7 separate regions of the Mus musculus genome follow, and all the other regions are linked to region 1. The links are chromatin contacts, called in public HiChIP or PLAC-seq and promoter capture Hi-C maps. All regions are on one chromosome and are shown on one strand. Each heading gives the region's core, a stretch centred on a gene start, on an enhancer-like site or on the middle of the called end of the contact. The rest is flanking DNA. Distances are from core to core; before and after follow the strand shown.

Evidence for each region. Promoter capture Hi-C pulls out the DNA fragments that hold promoters and counts their contacts. HiChIP or PLAC-seq counts read pairs in DNA pulled down with a chosen protein or histone mark. Capture Hi-C pulls out chosen DNA fragments and counts their contacts.
Region 2: a contact with region 1 is called in an H3K4me3 HiChIP or PLAC-seq map of stem cell-derived neural progenitor cells, with 5 times the contacts expected there. The contact joins the enhancer-like site here to the promoter of Plxnc1 in region 1. A contact is called at or near these places in 8 of 39 promoter capture datasets (the 3T3-L1 cell line, cranial neural crest, embryonic stem cells and 4 more), 1 of 484 Hi-C or Micro-C datasets (the N1E-115 cell line) and 7 of 115 datasets of contacts at active chromatin or transcription factors (embryonic forebrain, embryonic hindbrain, embryonic stem cells and 3 more).
Region 3: an H3K27ac HiChIP or PLAC-seq map of microglia shows a contact between it and region 1, with 5 times the contacts expected there. The contact joins the enhancer-like site here to the promoter of Plxnc1 in region 1. A contact is called at or near these places in 2 of 39 promoter capture datasets (hippocampal neurons and stem cell-derived epiblast-like cells), 6 of 115 datasets of contacts at active chromatin or transcription factors (embryonic forebrain, embryonic hindbrain, embryonic limb bud and 3 more) and 1 of 9 other capture datasets (embryonic stem cells).
Region 4: a promoter capture Hi-C map of adipose tissue shows a contact between it and region 1, with 3 times the contacts expected there. The contact joins the promoter of Eea1 here to the promoter of Plxnc1 in region 1. A contact is called at or near these places in 2 of 39 promoter capture datasets (embryonic stem cells and pre-B cells), 3 of 115 datasets of contacts at active chromatin or transcription factors (bone marrow-derived macrophages, embryonic stem cells and pro-B cells) and 1 of 9 other capture datasets (adipose tissue).
Region 5: a promoter capture Hi-C map of hippocampal neurons shows a contact between it and region 1, with 4 times the contacts expected there. The contact joins the enhancer-like site here to the promoter of Plxnc1 in region 1. A contact is called at or near these places in 2 of 39 promoter capture datasets (hippocampal neurons and stem cell-derived epiblast-like cells) and 7 of 115 datasets of contacts at active chromatin or transcription factors (craniofacial prominence, embryonic forebrain, embryonic hindbrain and 4 more).
Region 6: a contact with region 1 is called in a promoter capture Hi-C map of liver, with 3 times the contacts expected there. The contact joins the enhancer-like site here to the promoter of Plxnc1 in region 1. A contact is called at or near these places in 3 of 39 promoter capture datasets (hippocampal neurons, liver and stem cell-derived epiblast-like cells) and 5 of 115 datasets of contacts at active chromatin or transcription factors (embryonic hindbrain, embryonic limb bud, embryonic stem cells and 1 more).
Region 7: a promoter capture Hi-C map of liver shows a contact between it and region 1, with 6 times the contacts expected there. The contact joins the promoter of Ndufa12 here to the promoter of Plxnc1 in region 1. A contact is called at or near these places in 11 of 39 promoter capture datasets (the 3T3-L1 cell line, 3T3-L1-derived adipocytes, cranial neural crest and 6 more), 13 of 484 Hi-C or Micro-C datasets (B cells, cerebellar granule neurons, cerebellum and 8 more), 11 of 115 datasets of contacts at active chromatin or transcription factors (astrocytes, bone marrow-derived macrophages, craniofacial prominence and 8 more) and 1 of 9 other capture datasets (macrophages).

The regions. Positions count from the first base shown.
Region 1 is chr10:94,943,447-94,946,539 of GRCm38.p6, reverse strand. Plxnc1 (plexin C1) reads left to right here and starts at 1,695. Exons shown (of 31, transcript NM_018797.3): 1 at 1,695-3,023. The coding sequence starts at 1,962.
Region 2 is chr10:94,317,353-94,320,498 of GRCm38.p6, reverse strand. It overlaps a transcript of Tmcc3 not described here. Among named protein-coding and RNA genes, the nearest start is that of Gm4792, 20 kb to the right of the region's middle. Within about 2 kb of position 1,663, at least 18 of the 459 cell types and tissues checked have an H3K27ac peak or open chromatin away from gene starts, as enhancers often do. A contact at or near this core is called in stem cell-derived neural progenitor cells, where this site is marked.
Region 3 is chr10:94,358,977-94,362,331 of GRCm38.p6, reverse strand. It overlaps a transcript of Tmcc3 not described here. Among named protein-coding and RNA genes, the nearest start is that of Gm4792, 62 kb to the right of the region's middle. Within about 2 kb of position 1,386, at least 5 of the 459 cell types and tissues checked have an H3K27ac peak or open chromatin away from gene starts, as enhancers often do. A contact at or near this core is called in microglia, where this site is marked.
Region 4 is chr10:95,938,523-95,941,922 of GRCm38.p6, reverse strand. It overlaps Eea1 (early endosome antigen 1), which reads right to left and starts at 1,260. Exons shown (of 29, transcript NM_001001932.3): 1 at 951-1,260. The coding sequence starts at 974.
Region 5 is chr10:94,247,390-94,250,697 of GRCm38.p6, reverse strand. No RefSeq gene overlaps it. Among named protein-coding and RNA genes, the nearest start is that of Gm32749, 10 kb to the right of the region's middle. Within about 2 kb of position 1,522, at least 73 of the 459 cell types and tissues checked have an H3K27ac peak or open chromatin away from gene starts, as enhancers often do. A contact at or near this core is called in craniofacial prominence and hippocampal neurons, where this site is marked.
Region 6 is chr10:94,264,456-94,267,454 of GRCm38.p6, reverse strand. No RefSeq gene overlaps it. Among named protein-coding and RNA genes, the nearest start is that of Gm32749, 27 kb to the right of the region's middle. Within about 2 kb of position 1,349, at least 11 of the 459 cell types and tissues checked have an H3K27ac peak or open chromatin away from gene starts, as enhancers often do.
Region 7 is chr10:94,196,969-94,200,318 of GRCm38.p6, reverse strand. It overlaps Ndufa12 (NADH:ubiquinone oxidoreductase subunit A12), which reads right to left and starts at 1,284. Exons shown (of 4, transcript NM_025551.4): 1 at 1,189-1,284; 2 at 287-369. The coding sequence starts at 1,274. It overlaps Nr2c1 (nuclear receptor subfamily 2, group C, member 1), which reads right to left. Exons shown (of 14, transcript NM_011629.3): 14 at 3,105-3,350.

The DNA of each region.
Region 1 (3,093 bases), core at 446-2,945:
CATCTAGATTAGACTTTCAAGCTTCTTGCCCAGTTCCTTCTCCTCCCTTCTGCCTTTCGAAGCTCCCATCTCAGCAGCGGGAGGAACAGATCTAAGCAGTTCTGTGGAAGTGTAAAACCTGCAGCAGGTGACCTGTGAGGAAGCTCATTCAGAGCCCCCTTAAAAAACAATACAGATTCCTATCCAGAGCTTGGCTGACTTGGAGCTAAGAAGAGAAGATCACACAGCAACCAGTTGCAGTCCTAGGAAGATCTAGGAAGAATGCAGATCATTTCTTAAGGACCCATACGGGTCTTTAGCTCCCTCTCCATTCACCACAGAGTTGAAGGCACCAAGGCTTGCCTCTGGGAAGCCCACTTCTGAGAAAACATGAGCTTGCCTGCTCCCCAGAGCACAGTGATCTTTCTGTTCCAGAAATTCTCGGTGGCTTGCGAGGTGGGGGAAGGGGGGAGCACCCCAGCTGACAGTTGCTACCTGGATGAAGTGGTGGAGGGAGCCCCTCTAGAAACATAAGAGAGCTCCGGACTCTTGAGATGCGAGCCCTGGCTGCTGAGCCCAATGTACCTTTGCCTTTATTCTCTGGGGAGTGTAGTTTAGTGGCCACAGGTGGCACTGGACTAGCAAGAAACCTGTAAGAGGCTCCGGTGTGAGGTGTGGATTCGAATCTCTGCTGTGCTATTTGCTAACAGCTGTACCCGGGCAGGTTCCATAGCTTCTCCAAGACCTTTCTCAAAAGCCGAGTAGGGTTGATACAAGTCACTAATTAATACTGTTTGTCCCAAGCATCAAGTGAATCAAAATCTACATGGTGCATTTAGAACTATGCCCAGAACGGAGCAAGTTCTCAATAAATGTTAGCTTTTGTCACTAGGGTTAGATAGTGAGCAGAACTTTCTAAGTGCTATATCTGAGAGCCTGGGACTCCGTTGCCAAGGGAGACCAGGGAGCCTTTTCAAATATGAGAGCTCTGGCCCGAGGGATTGTCCACAACGAGAGTGTGGCGCCTTTCTCCTACCTCACTCTGACCGAGGGAAACCCACCCCCGGTCACAGGGGCGTCTTGGTCCCCCTCAGCCGCCTCCCGCTTGGCCCCAGCCCCCTGGCGCATCTCTCAGGCCCCCCTCCCGCCGCTCCACACCTGTCAGCCGCCCTGGCAGCCTCCCAGGGGCTCAAGCCCTGGGCCTCCGCCGCAACCCGTTCGACCCTGGGTCCTGGCTCCGCGAGCCTCGCGTTTGCCCGGGGCTGCTCTCGTAAACAAAACCCGGGCGTTGGAGCAGCCCCGCGGGCTGGGGAGCGCGGGAGCCAGCTCGGTGCGCGGTTCCGGCGCCGGGGGAACCCGGGGCGAGCAAGGGGCGATGGTGGCAGCCGCGGCGGCCGCGGCAGGCGGCTCAGCTTTGTTATGAATAGATGAAAGAGGCCACCTACACAGTAACCCAAATTACGAGACCTCCCTCCTCCCGATCTCACCGAATCAAGAAGGGAGGGGAGATGGGCGTGGAGGGAGGGCGGGCGAGAGGCGGAGGGCGGAGGAGGAAGAGGATGAGGAAGGGGCCAGTTGCATCCCACTTTCACAATGGGAAAGTGAAACGCACAAGCGCACCCAACCTCTCCAGCCCTCCCCGCCCGCCTCGCTCCCCTCCGCCCGTCCCCTCCCTTCCCCTCCGCGCCTCCCCGCGAGCGCCCGCGCCGCACAGAGGAACTCTCCGGCGAAGGCGGACGAGGAGGAAGCGTCTCCGGAGCGCGCAGGGCTTGCCGCCGCGGCACAGGCTGCCGGAGCGAGCCCGCCGCGCGCCGTCCTCCCTGCACTCCTTCCCGGCCGAGCCGCGGGGATGGGGCGGCCGCGGGAGCCCGAGCGCGCGCAGGAGCCGCCGCCGCCGCCACCGCCGCCCGCGTCTCCGTCGCCGCGCGCCTGAGCTGCCCGAGCTGCCGCGCGCCCTGCCCGGGGGCGGCCCCCCTAGCCCCATGGAGGTCTCCCGGAGGAAGACGCCGCCGCGCCCCCCGTACCCCGCCGCACCGTTGCCCCTGATCGCCTATCTGCTGGCGCTGGCAGCGCCCGCCCGGGGCGCGGACGAGCCGGTGTGGCGATCTGAGCAAGCCATCGGAGCCATCGCGGCGAGCCGGGCGGACGGCGTGTTCGTGGCGAGCGGCAGCTGCCTGGACCAGCTGGACTACAGCCTGAAGAACAGGCTCTCTCGCCTATACCGGGACCAAGCGGGCAACTGCACGGAGCCCGTCTCGTTGGCGCCCCCCGCGCGGCCCCGGCCCGGGAGCAGCTTCAGCAAGCTACTGCTGCCCTACCGCGAGGGGGCGACCGGCCTCGAGGGGCTGCTGCTCACCGGCTGGACCTTCGACCGGGGCGCCTGCGAGGTGCGGCCCCTGGGCAACCTGAACCGCAGCTCCCTGCGCAACGGCACCGAGGTGGTGTCATGTCACCCGCAGGGTTCGACGGCTGGTGTGGTGTACCGCGCGAGTGGCACCGACCTCTGGTACCTGGCGGTGGCCGCCACCTATGTGCTGCCGGAGCCGGAGACCGCGAACCGCTGCAACCCCGCAGCATCCGATCGCGACACGGCTATCGCGCTCAAGAACACGGAGGGGCGCAGTCTGGCCACGCAGGAGCTGGGCCGCCTGAAACTGCGCGGTAGTGCGGGCAGCCTGCACTTCGTGGACGCCTTTCTCTGGAACGGCAGTGTCTACTTCCCCTACTATCCCTACAACTACACGAGTGGCGCTGCCACCGGCTGGCCCAGCATGGCGCGCATCGCGCAGAGCACAGAGGTGCTGTTCCAGGGCCAGGCTGCCCTCGACTGCGACCACGGCCACCCTGAGGGCCGCCGCCTACTGCTTTCCTCCAGCCTGGTGGAGGCTGTGGACATCTGGGCCGGCGTGTTCAGCGCGGCCACTGGAGAGGGCCAGGAGAGGCGCTCCCCCGCCACCACGGCTCTCTGCCTCTTCAGGATGAGTGAGATCCAGGCGCACGCCAGGAGCTGCAGCTGGGACTTTCAAGCGACTGAGCACAACTGCGTAAGTCCAGCCCCCGGGGTTCAGATGGAGTCTTGGGTGACACTTACCAAGTCTCAGGTTCACTACACCA
Region 2 (3,146 bases), core at 414-2,913, 630 kb after region 1:
TTTTATTTTTAAAGGAGAGGCTATAGCCTGCTAGAGATGTTTTAGATTCTAATCCTAAGGGTAAACTGTCTGAACTATAGATTATACATAGTGCTATCTCTGCTAGATACTGTAGCTCTTGGTATCTGGCTATGGTGATATTGAATCAGTAATTCAAGAGGTGTTGTATAGAAATCGGCATTTTCCACAAGGGGTTCTTATGTACAACAGATTCTGTGAGCCACTGTTTAAAAGCCCATCCTATGTGCGGGGTTCTAGACCCCAAGGCAGCAATCATCATCTATATATCAGTAACTTTAGAACAGACTCTCCCAAGATGCACATCTCCATACCCACCCAGCCTCCTGAAATGGCTTGAAGGTATCTCAGACTCAAAGCAACAAGGCCCAAGCTCCAGTCCTTTACTTTCTCTTCAGGGCGTTGTGTCCCTCTTCACACCACCACCACATGCCTCAGGCAAGCAGGAAGCCTGGAGACAGTCACTCTGTGTTTCTTCCCTGGTCTCGCATGTCTTCTCAGCCACCAAGGCCTCCTGATTCCACTGCCAAAATCTTGACTAGGATGGGCCTCACCACTACCTTAACTCCCTCCCTTGTGTGGACACAAATGATCATAGCAACTCCTAACAAGTCATCTCACCTCAATTCTTGACCCAATCCCAAGTGTGTTCTATACCCAGCAGCCAGAGAGACTTTGATATCGAGATTTCACTTACAAATATCTGCTGAGAACCTCTCAGTGGTTTCCCACTGCCCACTGGTCCCTTTCCAGGGTGTTTCACACCGTATATCCTCACCTGGCCCACCTCTGCTTTTCCAGACTCAATTCTTGCCCTCCAAGTACCTGACCTATCCTTCCGGCCACTCCGAATCCTGCTCCCTCTTCAACACGTGCTGCCTCTTTCCCCTTTCCACTCAGGCTTTGCACGCCACCTGCATGTGATCTTCCTCCTCTTTCTCTGGCCATCCATTGTATCCTTCGAGTCTCAGCTAGCCGCCAGCCTCATTCTGGAGGGACTTCGTGAACTACCACACAAACTAAACAAAGAGCTCCCGCTACACAGTCCCACCTCTGTATACTCTCCGCACAGCAGTACACACAACAGATAACACTGTTTGGCTCCATGAAATGGGGGCCATGAAGAGCTGCTCGTGCAGGACAGACTCTAGGGATGTCACAAGAGCGCAAGTCTGAATTCCGTATGCGTGATGAGTGTTGTCTCATTAAATCTGTCCTGTGTGGAACAACACCTATGAAATGCACCACACACACACACACACACACACACACACACACACACACACACACACCCGCCATTCCTTCAACTTGAACGCACACACAATTTTAAATTCAGAAAGCCATATTTTATCAGTATTTGTATTTTAAATACCAGCTGCTCTGGCAAATCATGTCACAGATACCAGGGTAGTTCATTGACAGAAACAAGAGGTGACATGCCTCAGAGCTAGCTAGCCAGATTGTTGTTTTTGTTTTTGTTTTGTTTTGTTTTGTTTTGTTTTTCAAATTAAAAAAAAATGCCCAGTACCTTTTTCAGTAGTGCCTCCCCTTGGCTGTATGGGAGGCTGAAATGCAGCTGAGAGCTTGCTAGGACTGTGGTGATGAAAATGGAAAGGCTTCTGGAAAAAAACACTGAAGCTTTGTATCTTCTGTGTGCTGTGACTTTCGGTTGCAATCACAGCTGGCTGCCAAGGATGGAGGCTGCCTACGAGCTCCCCAGCAGCCTCGCTGGAGCACGAGATTCAATTTCAGTCACCAAGCATCTAGACTCTTTTTTTTTCTCTTGTAGCATAAACATTAAGGGCATAGACTTTGGTGCCAAGACACTTCCTTTAAAATCCCTGTCACAACATTTATTAGCTGTAGCATGCTAGGCAAACTACCTAGCCATTCAGTAGCTAGCTTCCTTGCCTGGAAATGAGAACGGAGTAAAACCTAGTTCATAGTTTTGTTTTGAGAACTAAGTGATTAATCAATTGCCTGTTGTGTGCTTGGTTTAAGAGTCCTGCTGGAAACATTAGCTAGTCCTATTACTCAGTGTTCTAGGTTCGTAGAAATAGGTCTGGGGGGGAAGGGATATGAAGCACAACAGAGATGATGGAATCAGAAGGGATTTGCCAAGTAGTATTAAAAACTAAGTCTTTGTATAGGGAGCTAAGAATGGATCAATTTGCATTCCACCCAGATGTCCCTCAACAGAGGAATGGATACAGAAAATGTGGTACACTTACACAATGGAATAAACTACTCAGCTATTAAAAACAACGACTTCATGAAATTCACAGCCAAATGGATGGATCTAGAAAATATCATCCTGTGTGAGGTAACTCGGTCACAAAAAAATACACATGGAATGTACTCACTGATAAATGGATGTTAGACAAAGAGCGTGGAATACCCACAATACAACTCACAGACCACATGAAGCTCAAGAAGAAGGAAGACCAAAGAGTGGATGCTTCAGTCCTACTTAGAAGGAGGAACAATATAATCAAGGGAAGTAGAGGGTGGGAAGGACTTAGGAGGAAGAGAAGAGGGGGAGGGGGGAAAGAGGGGAAGAACCAGATATGGGAGGAGATGGAGGAAATGTACAGAGGATCAGGAAATTGAACAGACGTGTGTAGCAATGGGGGATGGGGAACGGGGGTAGCAACCAGAAAGTCCCAGATGCCAGGAAAGCAAGAGCCTCCCAGGACCCCATGGGGATGATTAGCTAAAATACCCCAAACAGGGGAGAGAAAAACCTGTCGAGACCATATCCAGAGGTTAGGGCATAACCCCCCCCCCCCAGTTGAGAGATGGGACCACTCACCCATCTCCAAAATTTTAACCCAGAATTGTTCCTGTCTAAAGGAAATACAGGGACAAAGAGAAGAGCAGAAACTGAAGGAAAGGCCATCCAAAGACTGCCCCACCTGGGGATCCATCTTGCATGTAGATACCAAACCCACACACTATTGCTGATGCCAAGAAGTGCTTGCTGTCAGGAGTTTGATATAGCTGTCTCCTGAGAGGCTCTGCCAGATCCTAACCAATACAGATACAGATGCTCGCAGCGAAACCATTGGACTGAGATTAGGGACCCCAATGGAGGACTTAGGAGAAGGACTAAAGGAGATGAAGGGGCC
Region 3 (3,355 bases), core at 137-2,636, 580 kb after region 1:
CCCATCACTGCCCTTCCGGCTGGGAAAAGCAAACTTTACTCCTTTAAGCACAGAGTGTTCAATCTGTAAGTGAAATCTATTGGGCCTTAGTGAAGGTCATTAATGAACACCCCAGTAAATAGCCTATGATAGTAAGCAGGAAGATTTGATGAGTGTTCACACCACCCACAGATTCAATATAATGCATATCAAAATGCCAATGACATAAACAGAACAAAACAATGCTTTCAAGTACATAGACCCACAAAAGACACTCCCAAGATCCGCTAAAGTTTACCTTAACTGAGGTGGGAGGAGTCACTCTGAATACGGGTGGCACTGTTGCATTGGTCTCAGATCACAGATCAAAATACAGAGAAGGGAGCCGGCATGAGCATTCATTGATCACTACTCCTTTTCTAGAGACTCTGTGTGACCAGACATCTCAAGTTCTTGACACCACGATGTTCCTCACCATGATGACCTGTACCCATGAATTATGAACGGAAACAAACCCTTTCTTAAGGGGCTTTTGCCAGGCGCTGTGTCACTGCAACAGGAAAAGCCGCTAACACAACGGTCTTGAGCAGGAACAATTGGAGAAACCACACTTCCAGCCTTCATATTAGATGACAAAGGTACAGGAATTAAAACAGCAACGCCCACGGTGGTACGAATAGCGGTCCTAGAACTCAGGAAGCCGAAGTATGGTGAACATGAGTTTGAAGCCAGCCTGGGTCCCAAACCCAGATCCAATTTAGACCTTATCTCAAAACCAACCAAACAAAGATTATAAGAACAAACAGTAAGTAAACAAAAGGAATAAAGAGAAAGGGAATATAAAGGAACAAAACCAGATAGGATAGAGAAACAGGAAATCATGCCCACATGTGCATAAAGGGGTTTAACACAGATAACAGGGGAAGGGTATATCTACAATAAACAGGAGAGGGGAACTAGATATTCAGATGGGAAAAAACATGAAACTAGACCCTTTTCCTTTCCCTTCCTTCCTTCCTTCCTTCCTTCCTTCCTTCCTTCCTCCCTCCCTCCCTCCCTCCCTCCCTCCCTTCCTTCCTTTTTCCCCCCTCCCCCTCCTCCGCCCCCCCTCTCTGTCTCTCTCCCTCCCTCCCTGCCTCTCTCACTGCAGGGCCTCTCTACATAGCCCTGGCTATCCTGGAGCTGTCTATGGAGACCAGGCTGGCCTCACACTCACAGAGGTCTCCCTGGAAACTGGAGCCACCCATGCACCTAGAACGCTGGTGGGTGCCGGGGTGGGCAACGGGACCCTTCCTTCCAAAATTTTGTCATGCAAACTGACAGTGCCTCCTGATTGACTGATCCAGGTGCCTACTTTGGTCTGGGCCCCGTTGAGTTCCCCTACCATCTATAGGGAAATTTTAAAAAATAAATTCCCTGTGTTTTCCCTTCTTCAGAGGCAGACATTTAAGAAGGTCACTGGCCAACCACAGAGATAACAGAACAGAAACTTCAGTGACCACAAAAAACAAGAACACACAGTGACAGATATCAGTTAGCAAGGTCACAATATACATCAGCCCCAATAACAACAACAACAACAACAACAACAACAAATCAACAGATTTCCAAATAGTAGGAAAGTAGGATTTCCAGACTCACCATGTAAGAGTCTTAAAATTAAAAGTCTTATATGTTTTCTTTCTAGCTAAGATGCTAAAATTATGACAAATTGTGAAAGAAATATGGTCTTTCTGTGAGGAAACCAAAGACCAGAAAATCCTCAAATGGCATCAACTTTATCTAATAATAATAACAACGACAGCAGCAGCAGCAGCAACAACAACAACTAGACCCTTCCCCAGGGAGTCAGGATACAGAGGGGACATTTCAGACAGACACAAAAGAATAAGAAAAAGAAGATGGCAGGGAAGTTTTCCTTTCCTTTCCTCTCTCCTTTGCTTAACAATATTTCTCAGTACTTTGGTTATCAAAGTCATTAGAGTTTACAAGGTATGAATGTAAAGCACTCAGAATCGCTCCCGTGCTTATGAAAATCCCAATATTAGCTTTTAATAATATTATTATTATCATCTAAATACACTCTGAGGCACAAGCCAAGTTCTATTGATGTCTTTCTAGGACAAAGACAGTTTAACCAATATTTTAGTGAATTAAAAAAACAAAACAAAACAATGCTCTATCAAAGTAACAATGCAATTCATAATTAAACTCTCTCTTCTAAACCAGAATTAGAGAGTTTGTATTTCTGTCATTGTTATTGATACAGGATATCAGTATCGGAACATAAAACCCCATGTAAGAAGCCATGCTTGGTGCCATGCTTGTAATAAATCATCGTCGTCATCGTCATCATCATCATCACCATCGTTGTCACCATCACCATCCTCATAATCACCATCATCATCCCTGGAGCATGCTGGTTAGACAGCCTAGCCTACCTGACAAGCTTCCGGTCAACAAGACATCCTGGCTGAAAAAATAAAAAGAGGACTGGAGAGATGGCTCAGCCACGCCCTTGTAGAGGATCCAGATTTGGTGGTTGCTCATGGCTGTCTTTTACTAGTTTCAGAGGACCTAATATCTTCTTCTGGCTTCCTCAAGCACTGTAAAACATAGTGCCCGTACATACATTCAACAAAACACACATGCACGTAAGATAAAGGCAAATCTTTCCAAAAGTTCAAGTGGACAGCACCCAAGAAGCAGCATTGCAGTTGCCCTCTGACCTCGACATGCATACAGTCTGCACACACACACAAGCAGGCATACTCACATGTGTGCACTTGCACACACAAACACACACTGAGACACACACAACCCAGAGCATTCACGCAGGCTGTGTGGTGGCACACTGAAGTGTGGGAAGGACGGGGCAAGAGCAAGGTTTGTAGTAATTCCAAGCCCCTTTGGTTGGGTAATCTTTTGCTGAATTAGTTTATTCATGTTGCGTCTTCTGTCCTAGTGCTAAAACTCTGCAAGCAACCTTAGACCCCTAGGTTGTTTTGTACCCCGGTCTTCTCCTCGGGCCAGAGACACAGAAGCTAAAACCAGCTCAAAGGCTCCTGATAACATTGGTAGGCAGTTGCTCTATCACAACTATTTCAAACCAAATTTTGAAGTAGTACATTTGCCTCTGTGTTCAATCCACTGTCTGTATCTAGACGATTTTTAAGTTCTCTCTCTTCCCAGGATGACCTAGCTAAATTGCTGTCCAGGGCAGAAGACAAGCCACTGTCCTCCAACCAGACATCGGAGTTCAGTCTTGGTTAAAACAAGTCAGTCGTCATCTCTGTGTTTCCATCGGGTGCGGGCAGGAGTGCACACTTCACGGGGCTGTGATGAGACTGAACTGAGGTAGGGGCCTGACAGACTC
Region 4 (3,400 bases), core at 11-2,510, 1.0 Mb before region 1:
TTCAATGTTTCACAGAAGCTGTCTAAACAGAATCTTCCCTTCCTGTGTACTGGCTGACTCAACCCTCCTTGGCACATTTCTTAACTAAATGCTACACATTCAGTAAGTTCTTGTCCTTTGAACTAATTCTCCTACTCTCTAGGTAACATCTCTTTACATTAACCAGCTGCAGAAGGGAGCGAATGGAAGCTATCCAAAACACTTGAGTAGGCAACTCTTATTAGAAGCGATTTTAATTATGTTATTCTAGGAACTGGTACCTAAACAAAACATCTACGGCTTTCCAACGCTCTTACCTTTTTACCCTCAAGATTTCCCAGATTTTACATTGAGATAGCCCTGGTGGAAACTAAACTGGAGTGTATCTGCCGTTTGAGCCATTTAGTCCTGGATAACTAAAATGAGGTTCTGGGTCTTGGAGAGGAAAATGCACTTGTAATTCTTAAAAGAAACTTTCCAACAGTGAGTAATATCTTCCTTCTCCACCGACTTTGGCAGTTCAGCGTCTTCAAGTCCCAGGACTAGGCCGGGTCTCCCATGACCCTCCTGTACCGTGCAGATAGATGAGTAAGGAGGCAGACAGGCAGGTGCGTGTCGTGGGAAGGTGGTGGCACGCTGGGGCAGGGAAGGGCCCCGCAGCCGCCCGCAGCCGAGCACCCACGGGCGCGGAGCCGGGAGCGGGGAGCGGGGAGGGGCGCGCGCGGGCACCACACCCTCCAGCCCGTGGTGACAGCCCCGAGCGCGGGAGCCGAGGCTGGAGGCCCTCCGGGCTCCGGCCTGCGCCCCGCCCCACCCGCAGCCCGGCTCCGGCAGGACCAGCAGGCCTCGGCGCACGCTGTCACCGGGCCTAGCGGAGCTCTGAGCGCCCCCGCCCTCCAGCCCGGGCTGCCCCGCGGCCGGGCTCGGACGCTCGCGCTCACGTGCTGCCGGAAGGACGGTTTCACTCTTACCCTCTGCAAGATCCTTCGAAACATGGTTTGGCCGGCCGCCGCCGCCGCCGTCACCGCCGCCGCCGCCGCGGGGACTCTCCGCGCCCTTATGCGGGTTACTCACGACTGGAGGGCGCGAGGGGCCGGCAGCCGAGCCGGGAGGGAGGAGGGCGGGGAAGAGGCGGCGGTGGACGCGGCTTTGGCGGCCCCGACTTCCCCACAGGCGGCGAGAGGCTCACGAGCACGAGCCAGCGAGGAGGGAGCCAGCGAGCGCCCGCCTGCCGGGCCGCCCCCGTAACTGACAGCTGGGCGGGCCCGCCCGCCCGGGGCCGAGGGGCGGAGCCGCTGCAGCCCCGCCTCCTCGGCCTGTCCATCCGCGGGGAGGGCGGGGCCGGAGGGAGGGCCGGCCCGAGGCTTCGACCAATCGGAAGCGGGGCTAGTGTGAGAGACAGGCCACAGGAAGCTGGTGCCTTGGCTTCTTCCGCCGAGAGCTTGGACCTTGGGTGCCGGACCCTGCTCGGGAATGTTGAGGGTTGCCTGGTGTTCTGATGGAGAAGATGCGTGGGGACCTCACGGGTCCCGCCTGGAGGTGTCCCCCACACGGGGATGGAAGAACAGGTTTTAGAGCTAACTTCAGCTGAGCCCCAGCCTAGGATGGAAGTTTGCTAGCGCTCTTAGTGCAGCAACCCCGAGCCGGATCCTCCTCTTGGCTGGAAAGGCTGATTCGACCTCTAAACTCCAAGCCATTGTGGACCCGAGAAACCAAGGCTTACTTAACTGTGTTGGGCTTCCCCCTGCTTTTCCATACCCAGGTTACCCGCTTCCTTCCTGCTTCTGATTGCAATCAGAGCAACAATAAAACATGGGAGGAGGCTGGGTTTGGGATTAACTAGAGAAGTTTGGGTTTATCCTTTTGTGACAGGGCAAAGGTTTCTTCATCTTATTTCAGCTGGAGCCATCCTTGTTTTAAGCTGAAACACACACACTTTTACTAGCCCTTCCGTGGGAAAGCACCTAACTATGTTCTAAAAGCAAGGGGTAGAAATACCCCAGCTAACTTCGTGTCCTTGGCTTCTGTTTAACCACTTGCTTGCTTCCTCCTTCAACTGCCAGCTAGGATGTGAGTTTTCTGTGTTCTTTGTCTCTAGAAACTCTCTGTAATGTGCATTCGGGGTTGCTCTGTTATAAGTGTTTCTCTCCCAGGCAATTCCAGTGCTTGGGAGGCCTCTGCCAGGTTCTAGATGACTAAACTGCACAAGGTGAAACTTGGGATACTGACAGTACCTAGTGACCTGGGAGCTGAGAGAGCAATCAGAAAGGCTGGGAACTGGGGATGCCTAGATTGTGGGGTGGGGGAAAGCATTGAATACCTCAGGTAAGGTTTCTCTATCTGTAGCTAATAATCCTAGGGACTTGTGGAAAAGCTAAATGCAGTGTCAGTTTCTGAGTCGGTGGGGCCTCCAGGACGCTGTTAGGTCAGGATTGTGGGGGTGGGGGGGCTACCAGATTTGAGAACTTTGTCCTATTTTTGTATTGTGTAGATTGCTTGTGCTGTTCATTGTTCTTGAGAAATTTAAAATCATGGGTCAAAATTCTTCTACCCAGAAAACCCCTTGAATCTGATGAACTCTCATTTTAAGAGTCTCCAGAGGAAAGCTCACGAGTCTGGAGAACAGATCTCAACGGGAAAATTAACTACTTTGTGTACCCTTGATTGGTCTTCACTTCAGGTGGGCTGGCCTGCTGAAGGCTACTTCAGCCTTCCTCTTATGCACAAAGGGCAACGTGTGGTCTCTAATAAACCAGGACACCTGGACCAGTATCCCACATTCTGGCCTGAAGGAGTCCCAAATCCCAGAATTTAAAAACTTACTGACCAGATCTCTCCCCCAACACCACCATTTTTGTTTCAGAGAAAGTAAATGAAACTAAGGTGCAGGACAAGTGTTGGCCTCTGGTCCTAGCAGCACCGTCAAGGGAGTTATGCTGCCACCCTCTACACCTAGAACACCAGCCAGGCAAAAATACATGTCACCAGATCCACTGCTGAGCCCAGCTCACACCTGAAGCGGATCCTCTTATCAACCCCAACCACCCGATCATTCTCCTATTTCTGACTCTGACCCCCCAGTCCCCTCCTGACTCCCGTTTGGAGGCCTCCTCCCCACCTGCTCTTCTTTTAAAGGCACACCAGGCCTCCTTGGGCTGCCAGCTGCAGGACACCCCGACCCTCCCTTTCATGATCCTTCCCAGGAGCCTCATCTTTTGCCACTCTCACCTTGAGGGAGGCTTCTAGTATGGGGCTCTTCCAGGATAGGAAAGGCAGGAGACTCCCTCAGTCTGTGATAATTTATGTTCTGTTCTCCACTACTAATCTGTATAACTGATTCTGCAGTTGCAAAACCTCTCTCAAAAGCCTAGGACATCAAATAGAACAGGGTCTATCCACATTAGAAAATCTATTAACACAG
Region 5 (3,308 bases), core at 273-2,772, 700 kb after region 1:
ATATATATATATATATATATATATGAATGAATGATTCAGAAAGAGAAAAGGTGATATGTGTGATAGAGCCCAAGTATTGGGTGACAGTCAAGTGTACCCTGCCAGATCCTTCCATGTTTCTATAAGAAACTATCATTGGCAGAGCTATATAGTTCTTGAATTTAGGTCATAGGGTTGCCAGGGGGCCCTGGGCACTCATGGAGCACCCTGCTTTCTTTACTATGATGGAGACAAACTGGCTGCTTCTAAGTGTCTACAAAGCTCACTCAGTGCCTTTTGGGAGGTTACAAAAACTCAGCCAACAAACAGCCTTCCCTTGAACCATATCACTCCAGAACCCTGATCTGAGAGAAACCACGGTCTGCTGCTTAGAAGCTACCTGGCCCACGATGCTCTGTTAGAGCAAGCTGCTCTGACCAACCCTGTGGGTGGCACCACATTGCCATGCCCAGTGTACAGTTCTATGTTCTATCCATGTTCATTTCTGTCCCTGTCCACAGCTCCAGCCTTGTGTTCTGCCTACGGTCACGGTGTTCGTTCATTCCTTCTTCCTTCATTCCTTCTTCCTGAACTTCTTTTTGAAGCATCAGAGGTCAGCACCTTCTCTACTTCTGAGCCAGCACCATAACAAGTCATAGCCCTAATTTCTCCACTGCCTCTCCTTTGAGGCTCGCTGAGGACTTAGCGCACTGCAGATGTGGGGCACAGGTGCACAGGCTACTATTATTTTATCCCAGGGGGAAGCTAGGACACAGTGTAAGATAGGGATTTTTTTTCCCCAAGAAATATTCATGAGAAAACTCGTATTTTCTTCCTTCCTCTTAGGCCCTGACATGGTTTCAACCGCTCCCCTGGAAACCAGATAAAACTGCCCGTAATCAGGCACCCACGCCTCTTCAGCCGGGACTGATTAGCAGAGGCCCACTAGGGGCCCGACTATCAAGCGGTCTCACGTGACCATCTCAGGCTGCCTCTGCTGAATGACGCTGATTGGAGCTCAACAGTCATTTCATTCGGTAACAGTTGCCGGGCATCCAGCGTATGGCTTTGGGTAGAAGTGCGTGACGTGCTGCCTCTGATTTATGTCCGGTAATTTGAGAAAAAAACCTCTCCTTGCTAAGTGATGTGACCCTCTTGTATCTCCCTCTATTTTTAGCCACCAAGTGAGTGATGAATCAGGTTATAATCTGACAGGGTACTCAAAGACATATTAGAGTCAAATTAAATTATAGTGCCTAAGATGTGACCCACATTTTTTGAAAAGCACAACCAGAACGTTATTATCCCTGCCTTGTTTCAATCCACTCTCATTGGAAGAAAAAAAAATTAAAGGACTCATTATGTATTTTTGAGTTGAATGAGACTCTAAAATTGAGCTTCCTTGTGTTTTAATCAAACCCCAAATGTCCACGCAGCATCTTCCAAAAGCCATAGATAGAAATTAGTTCTTACATGTTAGCATTATGCCGGGAGCTGCTATCCTGTGGGAGCAAGAGTCTCATCCCCATACATATGGACACACCTGCACCGGAAGCCCGGAAGCCAGAGGAGCAACGGCAGACATTCTCATGCTTATGGAACCATATAGTGAGGAGGCAAATGCTAACCAAATAACAAAATAAGTAAATGGCTAGGCTCTGAGGTTGAAACTGTGCTGATCAGTCCATTTCTGTCTCTCCCCATCAATCTGTCCAGTTTCTCTTTCCAGAAGATTCCATGAGACTGAAGATGACCACTTGCAGCTCCTGGCTACTACAGCAATAAAGAATTAGAATCCTGAGGGGAGGGGGGGGATTCTTGTCTCCAGAGCTCAAGCAAAGCTCCAAGAGAGAGTACAAGAGCGAGCAGGTGCATGTGTGTGTGTGTGTGTGTGTGTGTGTGTGTGTGTGTGTGTGTGTGTGTGTGTGTGTGTGAGAGAGAGAGAGAGAGAGAGAGAGAGGAGGGGGAAGCGGAGGGGAGGAAGAGGGAGAGAGGTTCAGAGGGAGCGGAATGGGGGGAGAAAGAGAGGTGGGGAGGGAGGGAGGGGGAGGGGGAAGAATAGTGAGAGAGAGGAGAGGAAGAGGGAGAGAGGGGGGAAGGGAAGGGAGAGAGGGGGAGGGGGAGAGAGACAGATAGACAGGCAGACAGAGAGGTGCTGCCAGGCCTGATTCAGACCACATACATACCTTTTCCTATACCGAGCGTGAAGACTGGGGAAGCAGCCATCTGTTTGGGTGTTTTCCCCAAATAAAAGTACTAAGATCTAGTTCAACCATAGAACTTACCTAGCACTCAGAAAGCCTGGACTTAATCCTTAATACTGGGGAAAACCTGAAACCCATAAACAGTGAAACCATTGCTGAAGCACGGTAGACCGGTTTGTTTATTTGACACAAGATCAGAGACTTGTTCTTCAAAGTAGGTCAAATGAAAGAAGAGACGAAACTGAAGCGTACATTTTCCTGTTCCTTCTGGCTCTTCTACAGGACATGGGCTTCAGATGTGAGAGCATGGTGCAGAGAGACAGTCCATGAGCTCAGATCTGCCCACACTGGCAAGTTTGGCTATGTTTACTGTCATCGTGACAAAGACCTGACTGAAATAACGCATTGGAGGAAGGCTATCTTGGGCTTATGCTTTCTGAGGGCTCCTTTCTGGTCTGGCTTGGACCTGACATGAGGCTGACCATGACAGAGGCCGACAGGAAGCAGAGTGTAGCAGTTTGCATCATGGAGGCCAGAATGTTGAGAAAGAGGATGGCCACACCCCTGGCTTTCTCCCTCCTCACAGGACAGTCCTTCTCTCTTAGGTAACCCTCTCAGGGACACACTACCACAGACACACCCAGCATTCTAATCCCCGGGTACTTCTCAGCCATGTCATCAGAGTGAAAAACTAGATAATCATTGTGGCTAGCTTTCTTCCTCCATAACTCCCAGTGTCCATGTAGTTTTGGTAGGTAGGTAGGTAGGTAGGTAGGTAGGTAGGTAGGTAGGTAGGTAGGTCATCTTACCCCTGAAATCAGTTTCCTTACTGAAAGCATGGGAATAAGAAATCCACCATAGAGGACAATTGGGAAGATTAAATGTTACAGTGTAAATGATGAGATACAGTACAGAGAGCTTGGAAGACAGATGGGCTATGGGTGTGTCAAGCTCTCCCTGAAGTACCATGCTCTACAGCAATCGCTGCATAGGCTTCTAACTGGAGAGTTTGGAAGAGTGAGTGGTGTATGGAGAGAAAGAAACCTAGACAAATGAGCAAGCATACACTCTTCATGCTGATCAGTTTCCTGGTGGAAATAGAGTGGTAAGATACAGAGTGTCTCA
Region 6 (2,999 bases), core at 100-2,599, 680 kb after region 1:
TTGTCCCTCACATCTGTCTGTTCTCTGAAAGCTACCAGCAAGAATATCAGAACCACGTTACAGGTTGAGCATCTCAAATTCAAATGCCCACAATCCAAGACATTTCAAAACTAAACTTCTCAAATACCAACATGATGCCAAAAGTAGAATATTCTGTTTCTGACCCTATACGACAAGTTGTAGTCAAAATGCAGGTACACTAAACATTAGCTAAACTAAACTAAAGGTGGACCAGCAAGATGGTTCAGCTTGCCACCAAACCTGATCTCCTCGGTAGCATCCCTGAGACGTTCATGCTGGAAGGGAGAACAGACACATCCCAAGTTATCCTCTGATCTCTCCATGCATGACATGGGTGCACCCACCCGCCACCTACACACACACACACACACACACAAATGAATTAGTTAATCAGTGTAATTGAATTTTTAATTATATAAAGGTACCGACAAATGGTAAGGTGTACATAATATGAGAATTTCATATTCCACATGAACTCCCTATTTCTTTGTCTATCCCCCAGGAAAACTCATCATACGAATGCAGATACTTGAAAACTCTTTAAAACATTAGAAAGCCACCAGGAGTGGGAGCCATGCCTTTAATCCCAATACTCAGAAGTACTCGGAAGGCAGAGACAGGCAGGCAGTGTGTCTCACAGAGGTGAGACTGAGGCCAGCCTGGTCTACAGAGTGAGTTCTAGGCCAGCGGAGGCTTCAGAAAGCCAAAACATGGCTGGTCCCAAATAATTCAGTAAGTAGTATTCAACCCGTACCAATGTGTTTGCTCCATTTTCTGCCTAACGGTGACTCTGCTGCTCACTACTCTCAGGCTAATGCTCTGGTCTGCAACACGGCATCGTGATCTGACCGCTATCATCAGTCTCTCCAATTTGGCAAACAGCTCCTTCCCCAGCCCAACCCTACGATCCCCTCGAGACTCAGAAATAGCCAGTTCAGTGTGTTCCCCTGCCCAGTCCAGCACCAGGTGGGGGAGAGATCAGAGAAAACCCATCCGTGCCAGAGGGGAGGCGTCATGAAGGCTTTGAGTCACCTCTGTTAGGTTCTTGGTGGGCCCCAGATGCAGCACTGCTGGTCTCTTTCACCAGCTGCTCGCTCGCTCGCTCATTCGAATCGGATCATTTCACAGTTGAGTCCTTTACTTGCGTCTGTTGGCTTTAGCTGTTGTGTGTTATTCATAACCAAAAGGGCTCCAACAAATGCGCTGATGAACTGAGAGGAAAGGCATTGATTTCCATAAAGGATTTGCATGAGAGAGAAGCGCTTCTTCACTGGGACGAGGGAGACAGGCCTGGGGAGGTGCTTGGCATAGCATTTATATCTCAGTTCTGTGAGGAGAGCAGCTGCAGACCTTGGAGTCCCTCCTTGACATAGGCTCCCTCTTGAAGATGCACAGCCTCTGAGTGTCCATGTGACAAAGTGCCACACAGCAGAGCCTTCTCTCTCTCCTGTGAGGGATGTGGCTGTCTCAAGGGCAGGTTGACTGGAGTTCATTCAAAGATAGAGTTCTTGGGACAATGCTGAAGGCTGTCCCCAGCGGGGATGAGCAGCCTGGGCAGTGGAAATGTATATCCTCCAATGGTTTATTGGGCAACTCGCCCAGAACATTGGGAGAAATCCCATTCTCTAGTAACTGTAGTGGATAGACCTGCTTGCAATCTGTCCTCTGAGGGTTTACAATGAAACTTGACGGTATAAGACAGAAGCAGCAAAATATGGGTCATTACCGGAAGTGTGCCTCCATTCCAGTGTATGGACCAGGGAAGCCTGAGAAAATCAGCTTTGCAGGATAATATTTACTTGAAAAGGTGAAATAATAAAATAACCTAAAACGTTTTTAAAATCTCTTACATGTGGAAATTTCATTTTTCAAAATCTTCTCAACAGCTTGCAAGATATTTATAAAATGTTATGTAGAAGAAGCAGTTTATAGAGGGGTTGATCCAGTTGTAAAGCACTTTCTGGATACTTGGCAAAAAGGGTCTCTCTAGGTCAGTGAGAGACCCTGTCTCAAGCAAAAGATACAAGGGGACTGAGATATGACACTAGAGGTTGTCCTCTGACCTACATGCACACAGACACACACACACATACACAACACACACATACCACATACAACATAGACAAACATATACCACATATAAAAGCCACACACATTTTTAAAGATACACACACACCACAGATAGACACATACATACCATACAATACACACACCACAGACATACAAACCCTATACATACTACATTCATATACACACCCAACACAGACGCAGACACACACAACACATATATACCACAGACACACATACACATACCCACAAACAGACACACACACCGCAGACATACACTACAGTCATACATACCATATACACAGCACATACACACATTACATACATATCACAGACACACATACCACAGACAAACAGACATGCACCACAAAGAGATAAACAGGCACACATATCACAGACACACATCGCAGAGAGACACACATATCATATACAGACACACATATCATATACACAGCACACAACACACACACACACACACACAAATGTCTAAAACATATAGATACACACACATCACAGACACACCACACACCCACAAACAGACAGGCATACACAGCGCGCGCACATGCACAAACACACCACACATACATGAACCACAGAAAGACAGACACACGCACACACATACCACATACAGAGCACACACATGCATGACACACCACATACAGCACAGATAGACAGATGAACACACACATGAAGCAATATTTATAATTCAGTATTTAAGTTTTGTTGTTTAAAGTCAGAAATAGAATGGAACAACAGAATGCCAGTGTGCCAGGGCCACATGACTGAAAGTCATATAACCAACACAGGGGTCTCTGGGTAGTTAACCTGAAAGCTCTTATCAATTTTCCTTGAGCCACTTTGGAAGAGAAGATGGAGATTTCAATAAGCTCCATTTAGTCCCTCATTTTCAC
Region 7 (3,350 bases), core at 35-2,534, 750 kb after region 1:
TCCATTTATACACACACACACACACACACACACACACACACACACACACACACACACACAAAATCTATAAATACTGGGCTGGAGAGATGGCTCAGCGGTTAAGAGCACCGACTGCTCTTCCAGAGGTCCTGAGTTCAAACCCCAGCAACCACATGGTGGCTCACAACCATTTGTAACAAGATCTGACACCCTCTTCAGGGGTGTCTGAAGACAGCTACAGTGTACTTACATATAATAATAAAATAAATCTTAAAAAAATAAAAGAAAAAGAAAATACTGCACTCACCAAAAAATTGCTTGTTGTCTTCGTAGTATTTATTTCCATATTTGTCTTCTCCCACCAGTGTACCAATCCTTATATCATTTGCCCTTTAAGAAGTACACAGAGGAAAAAAAAGGCATCTCAGAATGATTCACACTGTTCAAGACAAACCCAGAAACAGACCGTACCACCGACTGTTTCTGCATCGACACAAGAACGAGATGCTACGGGGGATGCTCGCTGCTTGTACACCTCTAGCCTTCAGCCGAAGGCTCTTGCCACTCAACGCTCACGAATTAACTTTCTGGCAAAGAGCTCTGGAGTCTCCTGTGTTGTCCCAGCAGCATGCAGACAGGTGTGTGTGTGTGGGGGGGGTAATCAACCAAACAACTGATGTGCTTAGATTGCATATAAAACACTACTTTCCAGCTACGGTCCACGTATGTAGATACGTGCACCCTGAGACACTAAGTTAGCAAAACCTTCAGGCAGTCAAAGTACTTCATCATCTTCGTATTACGAGTGTCCCCTGGATTATTCACTGGTCCTCCGGATTTGCTGCGATTTATGGGGCTAATCGGGACTAGCATGATCGCCACCTTCAACTTCTTACTGTACACAGTGCAGAGGAAAACTTGCCCAAGGTCACCGTGAGGGGTAGAGGGGTTGCTATGCTAAGCCTCATTACACCCCAGGACTCGAGCCCGGAGCATCCCGGCTACCCTAGCACCTGCGTCACAGCTCCGCCACTAGGGGCTGAGTAGGGCCCAGAGACGTCTCAGTCCAAGGAACTCAACTCTTGGGACTGAACTTGTCCTTGACCGGATCCCTGGACCTCCAAAGTGATCTAATCTGAGCTCCTTTCCAGGAAAGCAGCCAGCGGAGGTGCGTCCCCAGAGACCCAGGGTCTAGCCCTGGCCTCCTACCTGAAGAAAACCCGTAGGAGGCCCCGCAGGCCGCCGTGGCCGGTGACCTGCTGCACGCCGCGCTTCAGGACCTCCACCAGCTCCATTCTCATCTGCATGGTCCGCCCCTTCCGTGTTCGGGTAAAACCCGCCGGGCGGAAGACGAGATACTCAAGGCGCCACCGTTTGGAGGTTCCTGCTCGTCAACCGGCCGCGGAGGTCGTTCTACGCAGGCGCAGAGCTGGAGGTCGCGCAGGGAGGATTATCTGGGGTTTTACAGTACAGGTTGGTGTCTTCCTAAAGGTGAAATTAATGTTTTCGGAGGCTGTACCCAGAAAGCGACCCTGCGGGGAGAAGTACGCCAAGCAAAGCTTTCCCAGATGGGAGTTTCTCCTGTCGAAATAAGTTTCTTCCTCCAGACAACGATGACGCACATTCCAAAAATTCCTTATAGCACTAGAAGCTAAGAAATGCATTACTGACCCCACAGCGGTATTGTACATTTAATACAGAGTGCGTATGATTTTGAATTCATTAAGCGTCGGTATGCTGGTAGATGAGTGATGAAGAATTGCAAAGAATAAGATTAAGTAAAATACCTGAAGGATTTGTTATTTTATTGTTGCAAGGTGTAAGCACAGACACTAGGTAGACTTCATCACAGAGTTAGTGCTTTACAAAATAATAAAATAAATAAACAATACTGGCAAACCCCTAGCCATAAAAAAGAAAAAGAAAAGAAAAGAAAGAAGAAACTAGGATTAATAAAATTAAAGATTAAAAATAGTTAAGTGTCAAGTCGACAAGGCTGGCCAGATTGCGAACCTCGGGAATACACCTGCCTCCACATCCCTGGAACTGAGTCTACAAAGGTGCCACCATACCCGAATTTTCTACATGGGCTCTGAGCTGTAACTTCTTTTCTCACGCTTGCAAGGTAGGCTAAGATCAAACCCAGGTCCTTGGCAAGAGCAGCTAATATTCTTAATTTCATTTTAAAAATATTTTGCGTTATTTGCATATTGTTTCCAAGCCCTGTGTGTCTTTACATATTCCTCACAATATGTATGTTTTTTGATGACTAGAATGCAGGGGAGTCACAGGAGACTTCTGATAGCAGGATAGAAGGCAAATTGGCCTCCAGCTCTTTCCCTTAGAACACAGCCAGTAGGCAGTAAGGAGCAGAACAGAGAGACTCTGGCCATGCCCAGATTCTGTCCCACTGCAAGTCCCAGCTAACAGCCACTAATACTCAGTGACTACAGAGATTTAAACCCATGATTTCTGCCAGACCCCTGTTCTGACTGAATGGAGATAGGTTGTCCCTGACCACCTCTGTCTGTATTATACATTCATGTGAAAATGCACACTTCTAACTGGTAGGTTTGGGGTGGCTAACCGCAAAACCTTGATGCTTGACATACTGCCAATAGTTTTGAAGCCCCTTCTATATCCTTCCCCGTTTGCACCTTCCTCCTCCCTTCCCAACTATTACCTAGACTTGATGCTCTTGCTTCTTGACTACATTTTATATGTATATGTACATGTAAATGTACTGTTACACAGATGTAACAGTAAACTAGTTAAATCATATTCTCTATGCTTTATGTACTTATTCAAATCGATGCAGGTTTTCTTTGTTTATATAATCTTAAACTCCATGTGTGTGTGGGGAGCACAAAGGAAAGAGACTGAACTCAGATAGCTGCATTTCCACAGAAAGTGCTCTGACCCTCTAAGCCATCTTGCCATTATTTTTGTTCTTAAAATGCTTATATGATTTTTCTCCCTTCTACTGCTGGAGACTGAACCTAGGGCCTTGTAAATGCTAACCTAAGCACAAGCTCTCCCACTGGGATGCCCTATGACGCAGAGGGCATCCAATCACCAAATAAATAGGTCATTGAAATAAAATACATTGACAGGATACAGAAATTTGTAATGCAAGTCACATTTTAATACAGTTTTAAAAAGACTTCCCAATGTAACTACAAATTTCATCAGGAAAAATATCTCAAAGAAATAACCATTAGGACACTTTTTTTTTTTTGGTGAATCCTTGGCTTATTATCTTGAGATGATAAAGGTATCAAAGGAGCCAACATTTTGACACTGTGATATGACATCGTCATCTACAGATGTGCTGGGATGCAGGTTACACATGCCCTACTGAGACTTTCTGC